Regions from separate parts of the Mus musculus genome. Here region 2 is linked to region 1. The links are chromatin contacts, called in public Hi-C maps. All regions are on one chromosome and are shown on one strand. Each heading gives the region's core, a stretch centred on a gene start, on an enhancer-like site or on the middle of the called end of the contact. The rest is flanking DNA. Distances are from core to core; before and after follow the strand shown. Region 1 overlaps Gm11351 (predicted gene 11351). Region 2 has its middle 26 kb from the start of Prl.

Region 1 (6,910 bases), core at 1,661-4,160:
GTCAAGAAAATTAATGAAAAAGAACAGGAATGGTCATTTGTGTAAAACCTAATCACCCTTTGTTGACTGCTCGCTAGACTGGCCCAGAGAACTTGCTGTGTACGTGGAACTCCACATGCAATGGCGTAGCTAAGGAAGCACTGATTCATTAGTGAATCTTGAATTGTAGTAACATCCGGTAAAGTACACTCTGTAGGCCCAGCTGTTATATTAATTGAAACAGATCTATCAGATGGGGAAGCTAAGTCTTTATAGGCAACTGAACCAATGCCATGGGTTACAGCCAAGGGTGGAGTACATCGTGGAGTCAGACCTAAGATTTTAGGATGCTTCCTTTCAAAAATCCAGGCCTTAACTCTAAATCATGATTGTATGACTGTCTCAGATGTAAAATATAAGGCAAAAAATAGTTTTTTAAAAAAAATAGTTACCATTCCTATTTTTATTGGAATGTGAAGAATTGATCTTTTTCTTCATTGCAAAGATATTTGCACAATGCCATTTCATCAGAGACACCCTGAGATACTGGCTGAGGGCTTTCTCAACTCCCATCAGCTTTGGTGATAACATTATGACATTTTCCCTTGACAGATGTTTCTTTGTCACAATGTCACAGAGATACCTCTTTCAAGAGTTTTTGTTTCATTCATTTGAAGAATTTCTGTGCCACTCACTAATTTCTGGTGTGATATGTGGAGACTAATTGAAGAAATTGTTGTGTCAAAATTTTAATTAAAGCCAATTAATATAGAATAGTTCATTGTGGATGCATTCAAGGCAACACAATTTTCAATAATCAATGAGCGAAAATCACAAAATCTCTAAGTGAAAACTGAAAAGTACAGGACTCTGCCTCTGGGAGCAATTATAGTAGCAGAATAATTAATTGTAGCGCTTTTGTTTTGTTATGATTTATAATGTCTGAAGCTAGGTAGTAATACAAGCCTTGAGATAGGATGGGACCATTGCAGCCTTTCCTCTTTAGACAATACTACAGGAGAATTGAGGGAGAAAGCTATTTAGAATTGCTGGTGCATGCTGAGCCTAGAAATCCATCTACTTTGTATAATACTTACTTGAATATTTACCTAAGCAAGCAGCTCACATTTTCTGGAATGTACTTCTTACTTCCTGCATTAGAGCGGCCAAATCTTCCCTATGTCCTTTCACATTGCATTACCCATTAAATACTAGAAATTGGCACCTCAATAGTATGCCCCATGATTGTTCGGTAAAACTGGTCCATATTCTCTATATGATAAAGTTATACATATCATTTCAAAGATTGTCCTTCAATTCAATATATGATATTATACCAAATCCCATGCCTTTAAGTTGTCATCTATATTGGTTCCTGTCTGCTGTAGGTAAGTATAATATCATATATTGAATTGATTTCCCATTTGTGTTCTTGAATGAATGATCTAAAAGTCTGGTCTTTGCTTCACAGTGCTACCGCTGAGTTTTCTTTTCTGAGCCCTAGAAGGTCTGGAAGCATCAATGACACAGGATAAGGCAAGTGAGGTACATTTGTTACATGGAAAGGCTAGTTGTAATGTTTCTCAGAGTAGAATGATGCAGAGGCTCGAGGAAGACAGAAGGTGGCCATAGCAACACTCCTGCCCATGCCCTCCTTCTGATCAAAGTTAATGAGTTGTAATCAAGTCAGATAAGTGAGTAGCTAACTAATTTAAAAGGAATAAAAAGAAAAAAAAAGGTTTCACAGTTCTTTCCAAGTAGGAAAATACATCTACTTAAAGCACTGCAATATGTCCAAGAAACTGTCAGCACCGATTATTAGGCCAGCTTCTCAAGACTTGACCCTTTGTCTGGGAGTCCACAGATGACCTTGAGCTCCCTGGAAAGGCAGTATCTATAAATAATGCATTAATCATTTTCACATGTGGGCCAAGTAAAAAATTCATATCTGCCCGTGGCTTTGAGTTGTTCTTTAGGATGCTGCTTAGGTTTTCTCTGTGGCAACCTTTAAGAGATGATTGCAGAATTTGCTGGAAATGGGAGCATAGTGTGGGCCTGTGCATTCCAACAGGAAGCTGGAGCTGTGCTTAGGAGTAGGGAAAGGCCGTGGCTGCAACATTCAATTTAAGAGTGACACATTTGTTTCAGTATATGCATTTTGTGTTTTTACTGCTTTGGTAACAGCATGAATTATCACCAGTAAGAGTGGAGCCTTCTTTTGCAAGTAGACCTCAGATAGGACATTCTAGAGGCCTGAGAACATTTCACGGACACAGAATCTGTCTCTTTCTAGCTCACCAATACAGATTTAAATTTTACACAAACAGTCCAAAGGGGCCTACTCATGTCAGGAGACTTTCGTTTGGTTTATAGTTCTGTTTCCAGTATCTTACTTACTGTTAATGAGCAATACTTAATGCGGCTCTGAGCATGCATCTGACTGTTGAATGTCTAGGAAATCCAGATTAATGTTGTATAAAGCACAGAGTCAATCTGCTAGCAAAGCACGGGATTTGAGAAAAAAAAAACTGGCCTGGCTGGATTCCTCCTGCCTCCTACTCCCTCCAAAATCTCCAAAATACATTTTTATCATCTCATTTAAGCTTAGACCTTGGGCCTCAACAAGCCTCTTTTGGTAATTAAACTATGCCTGAAAAAGAATAACAAACAAAGAAATGAATCAGAGACCTTCCTCTACCACCAAGAAAAACCCACCATGCCTGAAGTTTTCAATATTGTTTAAAATATTTATTTCCTGATCATTTTAATTGTATATCAGCTTTTCTGAATGAGCCTTGTACAAAATAAAGGGATTTTATTTGCATCTTTTATTCTCTATTGCTATGGACAAGAAAAGATTATGCCAGAAGAGAAAGGGGGAGGGGAAGACAAAAAGGGACTCTGAAACTGGGCTATTACTGCCATCTAGTGTGCAGACTGGCTGTCCAGAGGGGATGAGAGTGTCTTTGAGACAATACAATTCGAGTTTGCAGAGGATAGAGTCAGGGATGAGAGCACTTCCTCCAAGAAATACTCTCCAAGCTAGTGTCTTTCACCATGTAATGAACTCTTTTGCCATAGAGCTTTGAGTATATGGCTGAACAATATGAAGCACCCTATTTCTTCCAGCAAAAACTGGAAGAACCCCAGCCAGGTCTAAAGGCATGTTATTTCTGAGAATTTGTGTACTAGCTGCAGATGTTGGTAAGCAGGGGTAATGATTTATGCAGATGCCTGTAACCTTTGAATTGGGTCCAGATAGCCAAGTGTCCTCTGCCTTCTGCAAGGAAGGCCTTCTTTCCAAGAGCAGGGCAGGCAGTTTTGATGACTTCTTAGTCCTTTTCAAGTCTGTGGTTCTAAGTGATGCAAATAGTATTTGCTGCTCATGAGCCTACTTTCTCTGTTGCTGATAGAAATTCCACTAGGCTGAGACTCACTGTGTGAGAGTCTAAACATTAAACCTCTTCACAGGACCAGAGGCAGGGTGGCATCTCACAGGTGTTTCATATATTCCCTCCTTCGTGTGGTGCGATTATACAAAATCCACAGGGATTCTCTCACTTCAAAGTCCCTGCCAGTTCTGGCATGGATTCATTCTGGTACCGGCTAAAGACACTGCAGCTGAAATCAAATCAAGCTCGACTTCTTTAATTCACCTCAGAGCAATGCTATATCCACTGACTGCAATTCTCACTAACCCTAATACCTCACACCTTCCCATCCAGCAGGGGTTTGTTACCTTAAAAGCAAACAACTTCAGTGCTCTGGCTATATTCATAAACGATGGCTTCAAAACTCAAAAGGCAGAGACCTGCTGAGATAATGAAAGCTAATTTAGAGACTCATAAGCACAAAAAAAAAAATCTAAGCTCAGAGGAATTTTAAGTCATTACCTGTGTCAGCATAACCTAGAACTGCTGGCTTTTTTTTTTTTCCCTGTTTTCAATGTAGCCTGTAGCTTCAGGTATCTAGAATGAAAAATTAGCTCTGTCTGTCTCACAAAGGTACCATTATAGGACAAATGTGCCACTTACTATATCCATGGTGGAAAAGAAAGTGATGACATCACAGTAAGAAGGGCAGGAGCTCCAACATTTTAGGGAACCTGTAGATGGAAAAGTATACATGACAGCCAAGGACATGGCTTAGTGGCCAAAGTGCCTACCATAAAAAGCAGGTATGGAAAGCAGAGTTGGATCCTCAAACACACTTGAAAGGCAGGCAGGCAGGATGACACTTAGATTCCCAGCAATCTGGGGGGTTGGAGGGGAGGTGGAGTCAGAGTGCTAGAGACCATCTAGGTAACCAAGCAGCACAATCTGTAAGCTCTGGGCTCAACAAGAGACCCACTCAGTGAATGCAAAGGAGAGTGAGGAAGACGTCAGATATTAACTCTGGAGCCTCCACACAGTTGAATACACCTGTACACCTCTCTTTCTCTCTCTCTCTCTCTCTCTCTCTCTCTCTCTGTGTGTGTGTGTGTGTGTGTGTGTGTGTGTGTATGTGCGTGCGTGCACACATGCATGTGTGCATATGCACACAGAATACACATGAGAAGTCAGGAAGACAAAAAATGTTCATTATTATCTGTAGATTCCTCAGAACATTGTAGCTCTCTGTGTTTGTGAGCAAAATTCAGATGAATTTTCTACTGTTATTTCCATTCTCTGAAAAGTGAAAAAGCAAGAGGGGTTAATGTGTATTTGATAGCATGGGTGAAAACCGAGGATTGGATTTAATGGCTCTGGATCTTACTAATGAGTATGTTATAGAGATTACATTGCTTCACATTTGGTAAGAAAATGGGAGAAAAAAAAACTAATTTAACTGTAAGTCTTAGGTGCACATAAGCCAGAGACCTGCCCATTGTTTAGATTCAGGGCACTGAAACTGGAAATCTGAAGGCAAATCTATTGATTCATCATTAAGCCTGGTTCAGAGGTGAGTAACATTTTCATCTTATTTTCTGTAGGATTAATGTCTGCTTTCCTCATCAAAGACCCTAGGATGGAAAACTGACCCTCACCTCCGAGAAAAATGGTGCCCTTCCTTCTAAGCCACTAAACTCTGGAGCCCTGCCTCCCCAGTCACCTGGCCTCATTTATCCTGCTGCTCTAGATTTGTCCTTCTGTATCCCGCATGAGTAATGCAGCCATTGGAGAACACACAGCCTCCTGGTAAGGCATTCACCCAACTTCTCTAGGATTAATCGCGGGCTAAACTGCTAAATAACATACTGATATATTAACTCCATTAAAATCTAATTCAGTGGCAATAACTTCTAGAAAGCCAACAAAGGGCTTATGAAGAACAAAGTGAAAAAAATCCCCCAAAAGGTAAATCACTGCACTCACTGGAAGTAAATCAGAGTGAAAGACAAGGGTATGAATCAAAAGAGAGCATTGAGTCCCCATCCTGGCCAGCAAGTCTTGTGTTCTTCACCAGGCCTACCCTTGAATCCAGGTAGAGAGAGAATGGGATGCTGGTATAAACTTAAGGAAAGATGCTGAGGCTACGGGGCCTGTAAAGATAATTAGTCAGTAAGTATTTGCCGTGCAAGAATGACTATCTGAGTTTGACGCTGGATCACATGGTAAAAAGAAAAAAGAAAAAGAAAGAAAGAAAGGTAAAAGAAAGAGAGTGGATAAGCATGGTATTGTATACATGCAATCCAAGCACAGGGAAGCCAGAGACAGGAGAGCCTTCAGGATTATTGGCCTACCCAAAGGAATGCATTTGAGACCAGTGAGGAACCACATCTAAAATTAAGTAAATAAAAAGATGGCATCTTAGAGTTGATACACAAGACTCTCTTCAGGTCTCCACACATGCACACAAGCAAAAACAAGTCTACACACTAGACACACACAGACACACACAGACAGACAGACACACACACACACACACACACACACACACACACATTAGCTAATGGAATGTAGACAAAATAATTTTGATTTCATTTTCGATGATTTTCTGCTCAAGAGAGTGATTGTAGATATTAGCGAGTCTGTTCCTTAACCTTTTCCCATGAAGGCAGTCTTCTTAATAAAAGATAAGGGGGGAAGGGGAACTGAATGCCCACCATAGCTTTCCTCAAACTTTCAAGGAGAATGAGGCATGGAATAATAAACCGGAAAAAGCAAAGAGGTGGGAATTCATTTGAAAGACGCCAACAGAAGACAATGTAGAGAGAAGAGAATACTGACTTCTGCAGATAGCTGGAGAATAGGCAAGGCATTTCCTTCTCTCCCCAGCCTCAGAGGGGGAACATCAGTTGTCTGCTGACACCTTGACCTGTCTAATCTTTAGAGCCTTGAAACAATAAATTTTTGAGACTTGAGTCACCTAGTTCATGGCCTATTGCTGTGGCAGCCCTCATAACCATAGATTCTGGATTAACACGATAGCTCGTTTTAGTGTCTGGATACCAGCAGCCATTAGCAAACTTTGATACTAGCTAGACACACTGCTGGGCATCCCTGTAAATTCCTATTTGCCAGGTTTATATTTTAAATCTCAGTTTTACAGAAAAATAAAAACAAACCTTCAACCCAAAATCATTTTCTAAGAGAACTGGGGTGGTTTCTTTTACTCTTTGTTCCTGCTCAAGGCAAAATCTGACATTTGGAAGAATATAGAATCTAGGTAAAAACAAAGAAAAGAAAATAATAGAACAAGAAGTGGTGGCGCATGCCTTGAATTCCAGCACTTGGTAGGCAGAGGCAGGCAGATTTCTGAGTTTGAGGCCAGCCTGGTCTACAGAGTGAGTTCCAGGACAGACAGGGCTACACAGAGAAACCCTGTCTCAAAAAACGGATGATAAATAAATAAAATAAAATAAAATAAAATAAACTTTTCTTTCTTCTGAATAATTTCATGTATTTATACAATGAAATACAATCATATCTACCACATTTCCCTTCTCAAA
Region 2 (6,910 bases), core at 2,057-4,556, 1.1 Mb before region 1:
CACATTCTTTCTATTTACTCTTCTGCAATGATCCCTGAGCCTTCAGGGTAGAGGCCTAGGGTGTCCCTGTCTGTCTATGTCTAGACTATGTCTATGTCTACATCTATATCTACGTCTACATCTACGTCTACGTCTACGTCTATGTCTAAGTCTATGTGTCTGTATGTATGTCTACGTCTCTCTCTCTCTCTCTCTCTCTCTCTCTCTCTCTCTCTCTCTCCGTGTATGTGTGTCTGTAGGCATGTGTGTGTATGTATCTATGTGTATATATATGTATATGTATATGTATATGATATATATGTATATGTGTTCCCTTTATGGCTCAACATTTTGAAGTTTTTTATTCTACTATATCTTAGTTGTGAGTCTCTTTTAATCAATATCTTCTATTAAGAGATGGTCATGCCATTATTAAACCATTAGGTAGGTCTTTTCAGGGCGGTCATTACTATACCTTGAAGAGTTTGTAGCTGGATATGATGGATGATAATTTTTCTCCTCTGCTTGTTTGAACAGCACTTTAAGCACTACGAAAAATATCCCATAGGTATTAAGTTTCCAGATCCATCCCAGCCTTATTTTGTCATTTTCTGTGGCACTTGTATACAAGTGTTTTAGAGTAACTCAGAGCAATAGCAATAGCATGTGATGATTTGGGTTCTATAGAAATTTACTGGCCTACAACTCAGAAAAGAAGCTACCTACTCCTGTCACTGGCATGTTTTTATATCTTAGCTTATGGTAGTAAGTGGTGGCTACTAGATTGGTACATTGCTGTAAGTAAGTCTACTTAAATCTTTTTGCATGTGAATTTATATAGGAAGACAATGTCTATAGAAGTAATGTCTCATAAATCTTTTGTAGTCTTTGTTGTATTCCTCCAGTATTAGTTTTCTTGGTGTCTATTCACGTCTTCTTTTGAATTATTTTAATTGTTTGAACATAAGTAAATGAGACTTTTTCTTTTCTTTTCTTTTTTTTTTTGTTTTTTGATTTTTTGGGTTTTTTGTTGTTGTTGTTGTTGTTTGTTTCTTGTTTTGTTTTGTTTTGTTTTTCAAGACAGGGTTTCTCTGTATAGCACAGGCTGTCCTGGAACTTACTTTGTAGACCAGGCTGGCCTGGAACTCAGAAATCTGCCTGCCTCTGCCTGGCAAGTTCTGGGATTCAAGGAGTGCGCCACCATGCCTGGCTAGTAAATGACTTTTTAAAATTTGTTTTCCAATAGTACTTTCAAACAATTGTTTATTTTGTCTCATTATTATGGAACTAGTGATTTGAGGATAAGATCTTTTGTTTTGGAATTTTATTTATTTTTAATATTATTTCTGTTTCTGAACTGGGACTTTTAATTTGGAATTAGATCATTGGTTTATTTTCCTTCTTTTACATATTTACTTTTAAAAGTCTGATGATTTTTTAAATTTATTTTAATGGCAGCATATGCTACCTGTATTTCAGGGATAAGTCCAAGTAGGACTGAGATTTCCTTTTTTTCTATGAGAACAGCATTTGGAGCCAGAGGCTCTACTGTGTCTTTCTCTGTGGGTTGATTATTGTCTTGTCACCTAGCTGTGTGTGTAGTGTGTCCTGTGAGTTATGGACCTTCTCACACATCTTTTTGGGCCCTACCAGAGTAATCTGTTCCCCTCTCCCCTGCTCCAATTCATTAGCTACAGCTGGAGTTTTTGGGAAATTTGCAATGTCTTAAGCAATTTTGGGCCTAAAATGGAGTCACATCTGGCCTCTACCCTCATCTACAGCTTCCTTTGCAGCTACTTCAAGCTGTGTCACAACTCGAAAACCAATAACATTTATGCTGTTTCCAAACTGGCCCACCTCTTGGATTTTCCACTACCATTGCACCTGCTACTGGTTTTAGAAAGGATATTGGTTTGAATTCATGGTATTTCCAGATTAGTCTTTTGAGTCCTGGGCTTATGTTATTTATCACCATACCCACAAAATATTGTTATGTGTATCTTTAAGTTATAGTTACAAAAACTTTGCATAAGCTCTTTTTTGAAGTAGTTCACCATTTTACAGCTGGCAAGTACCTCAGGGCTGACCTAATCTTACTCCTTTTGCTGAGTCTCAAAGTGTGAACCACAGCAGACCCTGGTCATTCTGCATTTTCCAAATTCCTAACATGGTCAGACCACAGTCTCGTCCTTCCAATGACTAATCCACTCCATTGCTCAACCATCGAAACTATTAGAATTTATTATTAAATTCCTTGAAGTTCAGGCTCACCCTGATTTTGAGTTTTTGAAACTCTCCTAACTTTAATAATACTTCAGTGAAAATTTTTCCTGCAGGTCAACCATTTTAAATATTTAACATTTTCATATTCCTTCCTTTAGCTCATGTTCTCTCTTGTGTATACTTGGGTAACTGACTTGTTTTTCATATTTGAGGTTATTGTTTCTTCACATTTTTCAAAGCACTTCTGCATCCATGGATTTTTTTTTCTGAATTCAGTCCTCTCAATAAACTTGTGAGGATGATGTGTTCAAAGTAGGAAATAATGAATCTGGGTAGAAGGTATAGTTATTAGAATTTGAACTGAAGGTCAAACAGAGAGGGCGATGGATATGAGAACATGGACTACTCCAGTAGCCAAAAGCTGTGTGAGCTCATGTTAGCCTCCCTTTTCAGGTGCTCTCGTTTCCTTAAAATCAAAGGCCCTCACTTTTGCTCTCTCTCCTCAATATGAGGTTTCAAAGTCTCCCTGATTTCAGCTTCTAAGCAGACACACAGAATTCTGGGTGATCAAGTGCAGATCATCATTACTAAACATGTAGTTTATTTACACTGAGCTAACACCCTCAGGCCTTACATTGTGTCCCATTAGGTTTCTGTACTCTTTCTCATTGTATTTTCCTTCTTCTACTTCATAGAAATGGGGGGAGCAGGTCTTGAGTGGGGAATGTCTACTTGTTACAATAAGGAAGTGTTGCATGAAGTTATTTCATCAAGCAAAACCTTACTTATTTTTAATTCTGAGAAATGCTAAATTAGATTTAAGAGTAGAGGCATTTTGTTTCATTCAAAATAAAATAAAAATAAATTAGAAATGCAGAAAGCTATGACGAGGCAAGGCTTGGAAACAGATCAAGTGACGGGGGAGCCTGAAGAAGACATTATACTGAGACTTGACTACTGTGAATCTTGTCTCCAGTATGAGGAACAAGGCCAGTGAGGGTTGTGGGGTTAGCAGCCCAAATGCAAACAGGTTCCCTTCTCTTCAATCCTGAAAATACAAACAAACAACTGTGTTTGAAAGTGGAAACCTTACAGAGTTTGGGAAGCATTATGTTCTCAGGAGGGCATCTGGTGCCTTGGAGGTCACATCCTGTTTGCTACCATGGTGCAAAGTTTGTGTTGGTTGCTCACTGCATTTTCCAGATCATTACAGTTCAATCTCTATATTGATATCTGAGTTATTAGCCTTTAAAAGTTTCCATGCATTTTGTAAAACTCAATAGGAATCACAGTAATATGCCTGCTACTTTTTTTTTTCCTGCCTGTTACTTTTTAAGGGCAGTTTTACTGCCTGTTCCATGGATTATTTAGCTCAGTTAGTGAACTCTGAGTTTCCATTCTGCTTAGCTTCCCCTGCTGTGCAATTTGGATTTTGTTTTGACAGTTGGTGACCTTTAACCCCTCTGCATAAAATGTTTAGGCTGAAAAAGGCTGAAAAGAGCTTTCAGATGGGATGGTTCCAACCTCTCTCAAGCAAGAGCAGGCTTCCACAGAGCTCAGCAAACCCATGTATAGAAATAGCTTTCAGCCTCCGTCGGGTGTTCTGGTGGAACAAATCAGATCAAAGACTTGCTTAATATGTTTGAAAAATGCACATCCGCATTGCAGAGCAAAAACATGCTATGGAAATCAATAAGATCATATTCAGGCATCCCTGACTTCAAAGTAAATCTTGTGTGTGTTCTCAATTTCAAAAGAAGATGGAGAAAATGAGAACATAAGCTTTGTGGGCTTAATTTTATTTGCAACTGAGCTGAGCTCTCCTATGTCTCTCTACTGACTCTTGACAGGTCCCTGGGGACAGGAGAGGAAGGGCATCTAGATTATTAATTTGCAGCACCTGGGATAATTTCCTATTCCTAAGTTATTAAATTGGCAAAGTCTCTTCCACGTCACATCTTGGAACAGAATTTATTTGCATGTCAGCAGAGGAGTGACACATTCACAGAAAATATCAAAGGAAAGATGCAGAGCTAATGTGGATTAGTGGCTGTGGCTACACTTAAGTCCCAGAAACTTAGTTTGTGTTGAGAAGTGTGTTACCTTACAATGATTGTTGAGGCTACAGAGTACGGATATCTTTCACTCAGGACATGCACTTTTATTGTAACTTTAAATAATAGCGTCTTTGGGAGGCAGGGTAATGTTCTTTAAACACAGAGAGCAAACATGACTAGAGTTTGGAGTCATGTGTGTGTTTCTGTATGTAGCTATTTGATAGTTAATACCAATACTTACTTCCCACATGCTTAATGCATGTGTTATCCTATTTGCTTCTTGTTTTTTTTTTTTTTTTTTTTTTTTTTCTTCTTCTTTGTGCCTCTTTTATGAGACAGTAAGAGTGCACTATAGTAGTGTGGCCATCATGATGATGATTTAAAGCTCAAAAAGTGAAGGTTAGGGTCTGACTCTTGAAATATGTCACTAGATGCTGCCTTTACCTGCTGGATTTCCTGCTAAAGGTTAGGCAAGGCAATATTGTTCCTTGCATGGCAACAGTTTGTGTTTTCCTCCTCGATGTTGATGAATGTTTATGTTTGCAACCTCTTACCAGACAGTCTTAATAAGTCAAAGTTCTCATGACAGACACAGATAAAGCTGTTTGAACTGTGGGTTATAAATGATTCTCTACAGTCATTTGTTTAGAAACCAGGGAGACTGTGGATTTACCAGATACAATATACTCAGCCATTTGTCTAGAGCACCATGGGCCTGAGTCGCATGCAGTTACATCTTGTTGGAGCATGTTCCATCTTAAACCCCAAATAGGCATCAAAATTTTCATCAACTTACTGTGAGTTTCCTTTCAGACAATTTTTCCAAATGCAGATTGTAAAGTAGGGTGTAACTACCAACAAAATGCGATCCCGTCCCCGGAAAGGCTCCTTCTTATCTTACACTACTGACTATGTGACCATGGGCAGGAGCAGGATGACTTAGACTGCTTTCTTCTCTACTGTTTTTTTTACCTCGTGGGACAGAAAAGGTTGCTTTTAATCATACTGACTGATGCCCAGGACTTTAGGTTAATCTTTGACTCATGCTGGTGTTAATTTGCTGCTGCTGCTGCTGCTGCTACTGTTGTTTAATTCCCACATCTGATCATTATGGTCCTCATACTTTTTTTCCTGGTAGTTTAGACTTTTCTGTTAATTGAACAAATGGTCAAGTGACATAAAAGTACTTTTCAATTTTAACATAAGTGCAATTCTAACTTGTTGAAACTGATGGGTTGTTTTCATTTTTTCTTAATGTGTAATAGCAAATAAACCATATACAGGTGATTATTATCCTTAAATCTGAGGATAAGTTCTGATCAATTGCCAAGGATCAGCCTTGGCTTGAAGAGGGATTTTGAGGAAGGGGTTTCTAGGAGAAGCAAAACATCTGACTAGAAGTTCAATCATGGGTCCAAGCAGCTCAAGCTGCTGCCCTTTTGTTTTGCTGGAGATAACTTTCCAACATGCTTTTTCTCTGTTGTGCTTGCTACCCTACCCTACCCTACCCTTCCCTTCCCTACCCTTCCCTTCCCTTCCCTACCCTTCCCTTCCCTTCCCTTCCCTTCCCTTCCCTTCCCTTCCCTTCCCTTCCCTTCCCTTCCCTTCCCTTCCCTTCCCTTCCCTTCCCTTCCCTTCCCTTCCCTTCCCTTCCCTTCCCTTTCTTCCTCTTACAAGATCATATGAGCTCTCTCTTTTCTTATGAGCTCTCTTTCTCTCTCTCTCTCTCTCTCTCTCTCTCTCTCTGTGTGTGTGTGTGTGTGTGTGTGTTGTGTGTGTGTGTTCTGCTCAAGACAATTCTCCAAGCAGTTTTTTCTTGCTATTCTAAACAATTCTCTGAATATCTCATCTCTAGCAGATCATAAGACCAGTCTTTTATTTTACATATCAATCTCAATCCAGTCATTTACATGTTTCCTTTTTCTTATCCTATGATTCAGCATCCCGTGAACCCAGCCCCTTAACTCTTAGGAGACAGCAAGGATATATTTTCTTCTAACATTGCAAAAGAATTCAGAACTCTGCCTGCCTTAGTTAAGCACACATCCTTAACTGGCTGGGTGGGACCTTGTCCTGAAATTTCCATTTCTGGTGTTCCTGGACCTGGACTCTCTGTGCCCCAGGCTGACCTTGAACTCAATAATCTGTCTGTTTTTGTATCTTTCTGATAAACTGCCTCATAGTGTAGCTACCTCTGCTCCGTTAGAGTCCTGAAGCCCATCACAATTCATATTGCATCCTTATATTTTGCATAGTTGAGAAATTATATCTTTTTGAACTCATGTTCTTTTCTATAGCCTTAAGGGCTGTCCTGAATGTCCCAATGTTTACCATTTTGCTGAGACATCAGCCACACCTTTTGGATTCCTGCAGTCTGATTATCATGGAGTCATTAACATTAACAAGGAGGACATTCCTCAAAGAAGGAATGTACAATATGTACATTACTACTCAAAAGAGCCAGGGCCCAGAACCTTGTCATTCTGTTCCTACCAAGGCCATGATGGACCCAGAAATCAGTAGTTGGTGTTACTTAAAGAAAAACACATATAAAACAGTGCTTATGATTGGGTAACAGAAACACTTCAGTGGATAAAATGCTTGTATAAGTATGAGGACCTGAGTTCCTTGCCCCATCATCCCTTATAGTT

The links. Hi-C and Micro-C count contacts between places; a contact is called where the count stands out from the background.
Region 2: a contact with region 1 is called in a Hi-C map of cranial neural crest, with 4 times the contacts expected there. The contact joins two enhancer-like sites. A contact is called at or near these places in 2 of 484 Hi-C or Micro-C datasets (cranial neural crest and uterus) and 2 of 115 datasets of contacts at active chromatin or transcription factors (astrocytes and embryonic fibroblasts).

Annotation. Positions count from the first base shown.
Region 1 is chr13:25,929,006-25,935,915 of GRCm38.p6, reverse strand. Gm11351 (predicted gene 11351) reads left to right here. Exons shown (of 4, transcript NR_045062.1): 2 at 4,952-5,156. Among named protein-coding and RNA genes, the nearest start is that of Gm11351, 34 kb to the left of the region's middle. Within about 2 kb of position 2,910, at least 52 of the 459 cell types and tissues checked have an H3K27ac peak or open chromatin away from gene starts, as enhancers often do.
Region 2 is chr13:27,028,442-27,035,351 of GRCm38.p6, reverse strand. No RefSeq gene overlaps it. Among named protein-coding and RNA genes, the nearest start is that of Prl, 26 kb to the left of the region's middle. Within about 2 kb of position 3,306, at least 43 of the 459 cell types and tissues checked have an H3K27ac peak or open chromatin away from gene starts, as enhancers often do.